Linked DNA regions of Capsicum annuum: region 1 is linked to region 2. Evidence: chromatin contacts called from public Hi-C data. All regions are on one chromosome and are shown on one strand. Each heading gives the region's core, a stretch centred on a gene start, on an enhancer-like site or on the middle of the called end of the contact. The rest is flanking DNA. Distances are from core to core; before and after follow the strand shown. Region 1 holds the start of LOC107858459 (succinyl-CoA ligase [ADP-forming] subunit alpha-2, mitochondrial). Region 2 holds the start of LOC107860884 (60S acidic ribosomal protein P1).

Region 1 (6,079 bases), core at 2,686-5,185, 210 kb before region 2:
TTGATTGAGGTGACATCTCATTTACGGCAAAAGAGAACTTATTCCAGGCCACCTGTCTTGCGAACTTCTATGATGTATGCCATCAGAACCTCACTTCTCAGAAATTAGCACTATATTAAGGCCTGCATTTTCTGAAAAGGCTGCTTTCCAGCCTGGATTTGCTCGCATTTCCTTCCTAACCTCTCAGCTTCTAATACACCAGTTAGTAGCTAACAGTTGTGGTTTTATACTTTTTTTTTAACCAGGGAAGTCATTTCATATCAATCATGGCACTGCACTATAACTGTCCCATACCAAGCAAAGTCGTAAGTTGATCAACTCCACTATAGGTGATACCGAATGAGTATTTCCTCCAGTGCAAATCAATTAATCTGACCCCGATTTCAGGATATCTTATTACAGCTTGACATCTATAATGACAGGGCAAATCATTACAAACTATACCAACTTATTTTCTGAACTTCAAATTACCTAAAATGATGTTTTAACTAAAATCAAATCCTTCCTGGACCTCTCTCATACAAGAGAATGCAGATATACTCTAAATTTTACAGATAGACAAGACATTTTGATGTCATCGCTGCTGAGATAGACAAGACATTTTGATGTCATTGCTTCTGTTTATGTCCTCATAATTTCAAAATTCATGGTGCTTCCTCAAAGTCTCAGCTGGGGGAGTTGTCAGGGTTCATGGTAATTCATGTATCTCATTATAATTTTTCATAGAGCAATTCCACTGTAAACAACATATTATTAGCGGTCATTTGCCACAAGGAAAGAATAGGGGTGAGAAAGACCCTTATCCATGTCACAACCTTGTAAACTTTTTAAACTAAGTTGTGCGGACCCAAGTACAGGTATTTGATACGAATGCAGATCTAGAGGTTGGATTCAACATTTCAAATTTTCTAGGATTCAGGGTATGGGTACGAGTGCGGAGAGGTTTGTTAGGATATAGCTGATAAATATATGGCAATTAGTTATTTAAGATTGTTGAAGAAACAAATTGTATTTTGTTTAACAAAGTGATCTAAATTCATTATTGTTAATTAAGTTAAAGGAGAAATGAACTACATAATTACAAATTGATAAAAGAGTAGTATCTTTTTTATCTTACAATCGGGGATATGGAAGGAGTATGGGTACGGGTGTTAAGATACAGCAGCACCCAAATAAATGCAGATTACAACATACATAAGCTTCTAATTCGACAATAATTGTAGTCATTAAATTAAAGCTATTATTATTAAATTATTTGTGAACACTTGGAAACAGCCTCTGGCAGAAATGCAAGGTAAGACTGCGTACAATGCACTCTTGTGGTGGGCCCTTCCCGTACACCGCGCATAGCGGTAGCTTTAGTGCACCGGGCTGCCCTTTTTTTTTTTTACTTGGTATATAGCGATGCCCTTTTTTTTTTTTCTTGGTATATAGCGAAGTGTTGTAGTACTTTATATGAATATGCGTATGACATAAACCCAAAACCAAACCAAATTCCCAATACACATATACTTCTTGGCCATGGGCATAGTAAAAGTACCCAAGTTAGGTTGACCAAATTCCGTGTGGATCCCACACCCATGCCGAATCGACACAGTTGCACCAAGTAATTTGAAGGGTCCGAGCAACATAGACTTCAACAGTTTTGAAGTCTAAACTTCCACGACAGAAGAAATATACACATGCAATCCTCCAAATTATAATCCAAAAAGGCGCAGCAACGTTCCCCTAAAACTGCTCCACACTCTCCACCTCATTAGTTAGTTAAATAGAACCCTGAGTTCAGAAATCGAAAAGCAAGATCAACGGGAAAACATCCATATAAATATACTGAAAGAAAGTCAAATAGCTCAAGCTGATAAAGGGTTCATAAGCATAAAATAGGAATACCAGACTAACTCGGATATGGATCCAGGGATAAAATAACATTAGCAGCCTGTTTGTGTGTACAAACTTTTTGCTTTTTCAACTCTTTATTTCCGAGAAAAACTGTTTAGTTATACAACAACAACAACAACAACAAACCCAGTGTATTCCCACTTTGTGGGGTCTGGGGGGGGTAAGATGTACGCAGTCCATACCTCTACCTCTGATGAAGTAGAAAGGCTGTTTCCGAAAGACCCCCGGCTCAAGTTACGAGATATCAAACAAACACATAGTACAGCACAGAAGCAGATGACATAACATAGATACTGCAGCCATAAGGAATATAAAACAGAGTAAAGCAGGAATGCAGGAATATAAAGCAGAGGAAAGCACACAGATTCGTAACAAACATAGAACACGGAACACGGAACAGAACATTGAATACGGAATCATACCAGGAATACACCCCCACCAATTACCTCCCTACATTAGCGACCCGAACAGGCCCTAATCCTCTGCCGTAATTCGCGTCTTCCAGACCTTCCTATCTAGGGTCATGTCCTCGGTAAGCTGTAACTGTTCCATGTCCCGCCTAATCACCTCACCCCAGTACTTCTTCGGTCTACCCCTACCCCGTCTAAAACCATCCAACGCTAGCCTCTCACACCTACGGACCGGGGCATCCATGCCCCTCCTCTTCACGTGTCCGAACCATCTCAATCGTGCTTCCCGCATCTTACACTCCACTGAAGTCACCCCAACCTTCTCCCGGATAGTCTCATTCCGAGCTCTATCCCTTCGGGTCAGTCCACACATCCAGCGCAACATCCGCATTTCTGCCACCTTCATTCTTTGGGTGTGGGAGTTCTTAACTGGCCAACACTCCGCTCCATACAGCAAGGCCGGACGGACTACCACCCTATAGAATTTACCTTTAAGCTTGGGCGGCACCTTCTTATCACACAGCACCCCCGATGCAAGTTTCCACTTCATCCATCCCGCCCCGATACGGTGCGAGACATCCTCGTCAATCTCACCGTTACGGTGCGAGACATCCTCGTCAATCTCACCGTTGCACTCAATTTTTTCAGTCCAACTTGAAGTGGAGCTTCTCAAGTTTGAAAAACTTGTTCTACCACTTTTTCAAGTAAAAAAGAATTCCTCACGCACATTCAAAAAAAATTCAAGTAAACTGCATGTCGAAACTCAACTTTGTCCTTTTCAACTTAACTCAACTTTATCCTTTTCAACTTAACTTCAAATACTATTTTTTCAATTATCATCAAATTCATATCCAAGTCCTAAAATTTTGTGCAAGCATAGACTAGAACGCACTCACTAGGTCGAAACCCAGTAGCATTTTTCCAATATAAGTGAATGAGTTAGATGGCAGGAATTTTTATTGCACAAAATGGGATAACCCTGGCATAGAACAAGTATAAGTTCTTGGTTTCAAATAACATTATGCATTTTTTCCCCTCTTTTTGGGTGGTGAATAAGAGAGAATTTAGTAAATAAGACTTCTATCTTACCATATCATGCTGAGGAATTCCCTCCGTTATGCAGACAACTAAGTCCAACTCAGCTTCCATGGCCTCCATAATAGCTGCTGCAGCAAATGGTGGAGGGACATAAACCACTGAAGCATTAGCCTTTGTCTCTGCTTTTGCCTCTGCAACAGTATTGAAAACAGGAAGCCCCAAATGTTCTGTTCCACCCTTCTTGGGGGTCACTCCACCAACCTATTAAGGAATACAAAGCATACATAAAGGTAAGTGTGGTGATGATAAGGGATCAACAAGCATAGATATGAATACCATTTTTGACATGGATCATAAATAAATAAATAAGAGAGAGGCGATTAGATGATATACCATTTTAGTACCGTATTCAATGGCTTGTTCAGTGTGGAAAGTGCCGTTTTTGCCGGTGATGCCTTGACAGATGACGCGGGTGTTCTTATCAACGAAAACAGCGGGCGGTGGTGCTGACGATCCAAAGTAGCGATACTCATTAGGGTTAAGCTTTGTACTCCACTTTGAGATCACTCTTGTCGCTTGACGAGCCATGTTTGGTGGCGTCCCGTTTAGGTTTTCTGCACCAAACCAACAAAAGTCTTTTTCTTCACGAGCCAAAATGCCACACCACTTAGTTTTCGGATCAAATGAAAATGAGATACAGGGGGTGTTAGGATGGGTAGCAATAACTTTTGACTATTGGCTTATTTAAAATAAATTTTTTAAGCTTAAAAGTAATGTGAAGTGCTTAAAATCTTTGTCAAACACATTTAAAAAAATATTTAAAAATTAAAATTATTTAAAAATAAGTCAATTAAAACAGCCTTAAGTTGTTTGAATTGACTTTTTATTAAGTAATTTTTTTCATATCTATAATCTATATTTATAATATATTAAAATATAAAAACTTTTAGAAAAATAATTTGAATTTTTTATCCTTTATTAAAAGATTTTGCAATATACAAAGTCATCTTTTTACTACTTTCTAATATTTATAATTTTGAAATTAATTAAAAATTTGATTATTAAATGTTCTTATAAAACTAGGTAGAAAATCCTAATTTTTATGAACTTAAAACCATTAATATTTACCTTATATAAATTATTTCCCTATTTGAACTGCATAACATAATTATAAAACCTTTAAATGGAGAATTCCTCTTACAACGGTTCACAAATTTCTCAGTTTTCGTAAGCAAATTAAATGATCTAATTCTAATTAATTAAAAACATGTCGCCAGCTTAATCCAAATCAAGGAGAAACCAATGAGTTACTTCTTTTATTGGAATGAGGTAAAGGTAATATTAATAATTTGAATTAATAAAAATTAAATTAATTTTTAACCGATGAAAATAAATAAACTAGAGTTGCTGATAATTTTTTTTTTTTTTTTTTTGAGAAAATCAAAACTACTACATATGTATTATGACTTTTCTTTAATTAGGTTTGGAATTCTTTCAGTTTTTTTTGTTCATATATCAATTATTAGGATTTATATTGTCTCTTCTCTTTGTTTTGGTTTAGAATTAGCTTTATGTTTTGTGGAATTTAAAACCAACGACGATTCAATTAGGCTAGGTTGGACTTTAAGTTTTTTTTTTTTGTATAAAAATTAAGTTTAATCTTATTATTCTGATTTCTCGATTATCGTATTGTTTTGTTATAATTTTTATTATGTTACTATATATTATTTTTCTTATTGTTCGGTGAGGCTTTATGAATTTTCTTGTAAAAGTTAAGTTTAATCGTATTTTTCTGATATCTCAATTATGTTGCACTTTCTGTTCTATTGCTAGCTTTTGTTTCTTCTACTTAATACAGGTGGTAAATGAATATTCATCGAACTTTGAAAATATTTTTTGTTAAGATCATGTTTAATAATCGTATTATTCTGATATCTCGATTGTCTTATTATTTTATTGTAGTTTCTATTTTGTTTTTATCTACTATTTTTACAGATGTAGATGAATGTCCGACCGGTCTTTAAGAAACTTTTGCGTAAAGGTTAGATTTTATTTTGTGTACTTTCTATTTAATTGCTATCTACTATTTTTCTGCTTCATACAAACGGTAGATGAATGTTCGATTAGACTTTTAAAAAATTTTTGTTTAAAGATCAGGTGTAATCGTATAGTTTCAATTTTGTTTCAATCTATTATTTTTTTGCTCAATACAGATTGTAGATGAATGTTCAATTTTTAAGAAACTTTTATGTAAAGATTGGGTTTTATGCGATTTTTTTATTTACTTATTTTGGTCCAATATTTTAGAAGAAGAATAGTAATCATTTAAAAAAAGGGTAACAATTTAACCCAAAGAAGGAACACTAAGCAAAAAAAGTTTGTTTTTAATGGAAAAAAACAGTAAGAGTCCAACAAAGAAAAATATTACGTGAGACAACTAGACAAAGATGAATACAAATTTAATGCCATTAGGATTTAACTTTTGATTTTTGCGATGAATAAACAAATTTTGTCATTATACTTAATTTTGCTCCTAGCTTAATTGTTAATGTGATAGTGGGTTATCACGATATTTTGAAGTATGTTTTTTATCTTAAAAATTTTACGTTATTTTTAAAAGATTTTATCCTTAATAATATAATTTATGTATACATAATAAATTTTTTATATACATTTATTATTAAATAACACGATACACACGTGCAAAACACACGTACACCTGAGTAGTAAGC
Region 2 (6,319 bases), core at 853-3,352:
CTTACTTTTCTTTGTAATTTGTTTAAAAAGGAATAATTGTTTTTTTTATTTTTGATAATACTTTATTTTTAACTTTCCACGTGGCATATTTAAAAATTATAAGATTAAACGCATATTGATACATTTGATATAAATTTAATTTAGTACCACAAGATTTAAAAATCTTTTCTATTTTCTTACACTCCATATCAAGTCAAATTAGGTCATTATTTTTTAAATGAAGAGAGTAGATTTTTTCTAAAAACACTTTTTTAAAAAGTATTTTTGAAAAAAAAAATACACTTAGAAATATTTTTTAAAGATTTGGTCAAACACTGATTACAGTTCAAAAGTACTTATAAATTTAGTGGGCAAACACAAAGTGTTTCTCACTAAAAGTGTTTTTTAAAAGCATTTTAAAATAAGTAATTTTATAAATAAGTTGATTTTATAAATTTTGTCAAATAAACTATTTATGAAAAAAATAAGTTTGACCAAATATCTCAATTTTTTAAAAAGAATAAGCATTTTCCAAAAAATAAATTATCAAACACCTCACCTTTTTTAAACATAATCATTTTGTGAAGAAAAAATAAAGGTTTTGGCTAGAGCCGTCAATATGGACCAAGGTCTGGTGGGCTAGCCCGTCCCGGCCTGTAATTTGATGGGGTAGGATTCAATTTTTGCAGCCCATTTAAGAACTAACCTTTTTAGTTCGGCCCGAATAAGCCCATGGCCTTAGGGCTTGAGGAATGTGGGGTTGGGCTAGCCCGTGGGCCGGCCGGTCAGTCAAATAATAAATAATTTAAAAATAAAATAAATTACTGAAAAATAATAAAAGAGTTAAAAAACAATCAAGTTCAATGATGACCATTGACTGGTTCCATTAACAAAGAAAATGAAAACAGAAAAGTTTCCTACTTTTCTATCTAATAAATAATAAAATAATTAAATATCTACCACTAAAACATAAAGAGTACATTGTACTCTTCACTTTTCTAATTTCCTTAGTTCAGCTAGCCGCCTCCTTTTCACTATAACTCCCTCAACGCGCCATCGGCTCTCAACCGTGATGTTTTCGATTGAATAGTGCCACCTCTTCGTTTTCTTCCTACTTTGGGTGATTCGAGCTCTGGCTCCCTTTTGATTAACAAATATTAATACTATGTGTTATTGTGTGATAAATATTTATGTTTATTAATAGTGTAAAATTAAATTATAAAATATTACTTTTTAAAAAGTGAGCTGACCCGTGAGGTCCGCAGCCCACAGGATAATAGCGTGGGCTTGATATTTTTTGATCCGTCATTTAAATGGATCAGCCCAACCTGATCCGTCAAACTCAAAGCCTATATGAACTGAACCAACCCGTATTCAAAACTCTAGTTCTGGCAAACAGACTATGTAAGTTAACAGACTCTATTTAATGCCCTCGCAATAAAGCTGTAAAATGGTCATTGATTCTTTTTCCTGCTGTAAAGGATTTTTCATGAAAGAGGAATATATTACAGCTATTTTATTTCCCCCTTCTGCCTCTTTCCACTTTTAGCCATATATAGCTTTGTCCAGGGTTACTAGGTTAACATTGCTGGCAGAAAAGTTACACTACGCAATAATAATATTTGGTCCGTTAGTTCTTTAAAATGATTAATACAATTTTAACATTTTATAATCAGTAATTACAAAAACTGTTGAATATTATATTACAAAACTAAAATATATCAGTCCATCTCATTTTACAGTGTCATACATTTTTTAATCTGTTTTAAAGATATCACTTTTTTTAATTTGACAGTTATTTAATGGCATAATCTCATTTTATCCTCATTAATTCTCATTTAACAAGAAAAATCAATCAAAAAGTAGCATCAAAGTGACTTCAATAAACATTAAAAAATATTTTATTCCTTAAATTTTATATTCGATTAAACTATACCACATAAATTAAAATGAAATTTGTACGATCTATATGTCCTTTTGGGTAGGAGCAGCAGTCTACATGGAATAGGATTTGTCTTTCTGTTTTTTGAAAAAAAAAAAAAAAAAAAGGGTCCATAAAGAAATTCAAGTAGAAAAACTTTTTTTCGTTTTATTAAAGAGAAGGAAAAACGTAAATCAAAGAATGAAAATACAAAAAAGAAACGAAAAAAAAAAAACTGTAAATGAAACTTGTGCCTTAAGAAACCTTGCTATAAATACCCTCAAAACCCTAATAGAGACTCAAAATCACTCTTTCCCCCCACCCCATCAAATCTTCTGGCTGCTATTAGGGTTTCGAGAAAAAGAAAGAAAGGATGTCTTCCACCGGAGAACTCGCCTGTACTTACGCTTGCTTGATCCTTCATGATGATGGCATTCCTGTTACTGTAATTTAATCTTCGATCCCGCATCCGTTGTTGCATAAACTTTTGTAATTATGTTTTTTCGTCCATAATCTGTAATGTAATGTGACCGTTTGTACTGTATTAGGCTGAGAAGATTGCTACAGTGGTGAAAGCAGCAAATTTGCAGGTGGAGTCATACTGGCCTAGCCTATTTGCAAAGCTTTGTGAGAAGAAGAATGTCGAAGACCTTATCATGAATGTTGGCTCTGGCGGGACTGCTGCTCCTACTGGCGCTGTGGCCGGTGCTCCTCCTGTTACTGGTGACGATGCCGCAACAGCATCCTCCACCGCTGACAAGAAAAAGGTACTTCCACATTTATTTATTTATGTTCCACCTACCTAGATTTTTCTTAAAATCCATTTTACTAAAATTTAAACTGTGATTCAATCTGGGTTTTGTCAAAAATTATGTGTTTAAACACCAATCGTACTTATAGTGATTTTTTACCCTTCTATGTAAAAAAAATTTTAGTTTTTGTGTGTCAATTCTTGTAAAAATTGTAAATCGCGTTGTCCGCTTTTTTTTTTTTTTCATTTTGCTAAAGTAAGATTGAATTCTCATTGTTGTTTTTTCCGTTGTCTCTCAATTTGTTCAGGAAGAGCCAAAGGAAGAGAGTGATGATGAAGCCATGTTTAGCTTGTTTGATTAGTGTTGCAGAATTTCAGCATTGTCTTTAATTTTCTAGCACTAGAATTATGTTAATAATTTTGATTGTCGATGCATACTGTGTTATAGTATCGAAATCATTACTCTATCTATATGAATGGCGTTATTTCTTTATTTAATTCATCTCATGAGTAATTTTGACCAATTATAATTTAAAAGATAAATCTGATTCCAAAACAACTTGGAGAAATAGTCCAAAAAGATCCTAATTGCCGTTCAAATTGACTAAAGAAGTATGATCGAAGCATGAAATTAAAATGGTCAGATGCCTTTTTAGTTTGATCTTGGTTATTCTGCTTTTTCCATCTTGATAAAGGCATTCTTACTCTAAGATAAAAGAGTGCAGTCATTAAAACACCCTCTAAAATTTGATTCTTTCAATTTATTTTAACACTTTAGTTTTATCAATCCTTTAATCTTATTTGAAGTAAATTAATATCACCCCTAATACTAATTTACATTAAAAAAAAAAGAAGAAAAAAAATTACGGATGCATTTTTTATTCATTCAAGGTTTGATACTTTTAATAAGGTCCAATCAAAAATTGAAATTCGCCCGAAATAAGTTTGATTCTATTTTTAATGGTATATGCAATTTTTATTAAAAAAAGGATGCTCCACTAATATATAATAAAAAATTTAAAAGAAAAGGGAAGAAACATGTCGTTCTTCTTCAAACCGCACCACCCAACGTCCTTTCTCTTTCGAACCTCACGATCTCCACCACTTTTCTTCTTCTGCAAATTTGACACTTCTTTTTCCTTCAAACCGTCTCTCCCCTATTTCTACCATACTTAGTCAATTTTTTCAAGAAAGAAAAAAATATGGATAAAGCAATTGCGATTTTAACACTTTTTTTCACAAATTTCATTATTTAAAAAGAAAGGAGATAATCATTTCTTCTTTAAAAACTCAATTTATTTTTGTATAAGTAGAGCAATTTTCTTAATTTTTAGTTCTCCAAGGCTTAATTTTCTTGAAAACGAGATATGGTTAACCCTTTTTGCTCTAAAGTTACTCAAAAAATTTTTTTGTTGAAACTGTCGTACTTATGTTTCTTCAAATACAACACAATTTCTTGTTTTCTCTAATACTTATAGTTGCATCCAACCCAAGAATCAATTTGTTGATTTTTTTTTTTCTTCAGATTTTTAAGTTGTAAATTTATTCAATTTTAGGGTGCGGAAAGAATTGGAGAAAGGTGAATGTAGAAGGAGAAAGGGAACGTCGAAGAAAGAGAAAGAAAATAGGGGTGTGGTTGTACAACGATTACGCGGTTGTTGAGGGTGAAGGTCAGGGGTTTGAAGAAGAAGGAGGAAGTGGACTACTACTTTTAAAGACAAATTATATAATACATTTTTAGTGAGGTTAGTTTTAAAAAAAAAAAAAAAAATTTGACGTGGCTTTTAAGTGACAATGATATGGTGTGTGGCAAGGTCTGGAGTCAAAACGGCTCTTTTTTTAATCAAAAATTTTAAAGGGATAACTAATTTGGAAAGAAATCAAAGGGGACAAAACGTTGTCGGTCCAATGACTTGCAAATCGCATGGGGCCAAGCGACTTGCATGGTTTTTTTCATTATTTAAGCAGTTTTTTGTTGTGAGTCATTTTAGCTTGCTCTACACTCTCGTTTCAACCTGTGTATTTATTCTTGTTCAACTTACAGTTTCACTTGCGTATTTATACTTGTTCAACTTACAGTTTCTTATATTAAAAATGAATCAAGATATAGTAAGAGTAAATTTATATGTGGTAGTAATGTTTTACATGAAACTGATTCTGTAATATATCGGCGGCGGCCTGCAGTTGTGCACCGCTCTAAAATTCGAGGTAGAATTCATTAAAATAAGGCGATATAATTTTGTCATCTCTCTGGACTCCATAATCAGAGACCATATAAAACTTTACCTTATAAAATAGAATCAACTTCATATAAAACTTTACCATCTCAATATAAATTTGCTCTTACTGTATCTTGATTCATTTTAATTACAAGAAACTGTACGCTGAACAAGAATAAATACTCAAGTAAAATTGTAAGCTGAACAAGAATAAATAAACAGATTAAAACGGAAGTGTAGAGCGAGCTGAAACGACTCAAACAAAAAACTGCTTAAATAATGATAAAAATCCATGCGACTTCAAGTCACTGGGCCAAGGCGACTTCAAGTCGTTGAACCGATGGTGTTTTGTCCCCTTTGGTTTCTTTCCATATCAAGTGGCCCATTTAGAATTTTTTGTCAAAAAAAGAGTCCTTCTGGCTTCAGACTCTATATGACGCGTGTGTAAATGTACTTGCGATTATGAGAGTGATATTATAATTTTAGAATGATATTTAAAGTTTAAGGGTGATTTGATTTCTTTTCTCAAGATAAAACTGACAAGTGACAAACAATATGTTTGGTAGGAGTATATTATATCCTTTGAAGCTCCCAAAGATTTTAGAGAACATTTGAAGACAAATTAAACCAATTGCTTCCATACAAAGATGGCTCTGCAGGCAACGGATAAATCTCAGTACTTACATAGACGAATATGGACATCTGCATTCCTACTAGTATTAGCCCCATCAGATTGAGTAGTCTTAGTTCGAATTCCACGATAACGAAAATCAGCATTACTCAACCACTAGAGTTGGCATAGTGGTTCAGTACTATGTCCCTTAAGCAAGAGGTTGGGGGTTCGATCCCCCTGACGAATGGAGCAAATTCTGTGGCCAGTTCCCTACCGCTTAGTGCACTGATCGAGGAATGAAGGATTAGCCTCACGGCTGCCGGCTGTAGGGATACGACTTTTATTAACATACAATATTCTGTAACTATGCGTTTTTCCTTCTTCAATATAACTTCATTTGATACTTGATTTTTTAAAATTTCTATTTATTCCCACTAATACCCAGTTGATAATGACATGGATGCTTCTTTATATCAAATTCCTTTAGTTTTGGTTGAGGTAATTCTTATTTGTTCACCATCGACTAATCTAGTTCTCAAAATATTAATATCACATGTCCCGGAAGTCACGGAGCTCTCTTCTATTTCAACAGCTAATTGTTTCAGCAGCTAATTTAAGTTGAATATCATTCTTTAACGGTGTTGGTGTTATCTGGATGGCTTGGCTTCTCAACAAACAGAAATACCTCTGTTAACTCATTTTCTAGCCCCCTGATTGACTAGCAAAGATGCAGCAATATATGCTATGTACACTATAAATATTGCGTAGTAAAAATTGCGGTTCATTTCTTCTCATGATGCTTACAGATGGACTTATTTGAACAATTCCATTATGGT

Evidence for each region. A called contact is a pair of places that touch in the nucleus more often than the background predicts.
Region 1: a Hi-C map of leaf shows a contact between it and region 2, with 3 times the contacts expected there. The contact joins the promoter of LOC107858459 here to the promoter of LOC107860884 in region 2. A contact is called at or near these places in 2 of 5 Hi-C or Micro-C datasets (leaf and placenta).

What each region holds. Positions count from the first base shown.
Region 1 is chr2:28,671,244-28,677,322 of UCD10Xv1.1, reverse strand. It overlaps LOC107858459 (succinyl-CoA ligase [ADP-forming] subunit alpha-2, mitochondrial), which reads right to left and starts at 3,935. Exons shown (of 7, transcript NM_001324746.1): 1 at 3,741-3,935; 2 at 3,399-3,608. The coding sequence starts at 3,935.
Region 2 is chr2:28,456,643-28,462,961 of UCD10Xv1.1, reverse strand. It overlaps LOC107860884 (60S acidic ribosomal protein P1), which reads left to right and starts at 2,102. Exons shown (of 3, transcript XM_016706350.2): 1 at 2,102-2,345; 2 at 2,449-2,667; 3 at 2,960-3,149. The coding sequence starts at 2,274. The coding sequence ends at 3,013.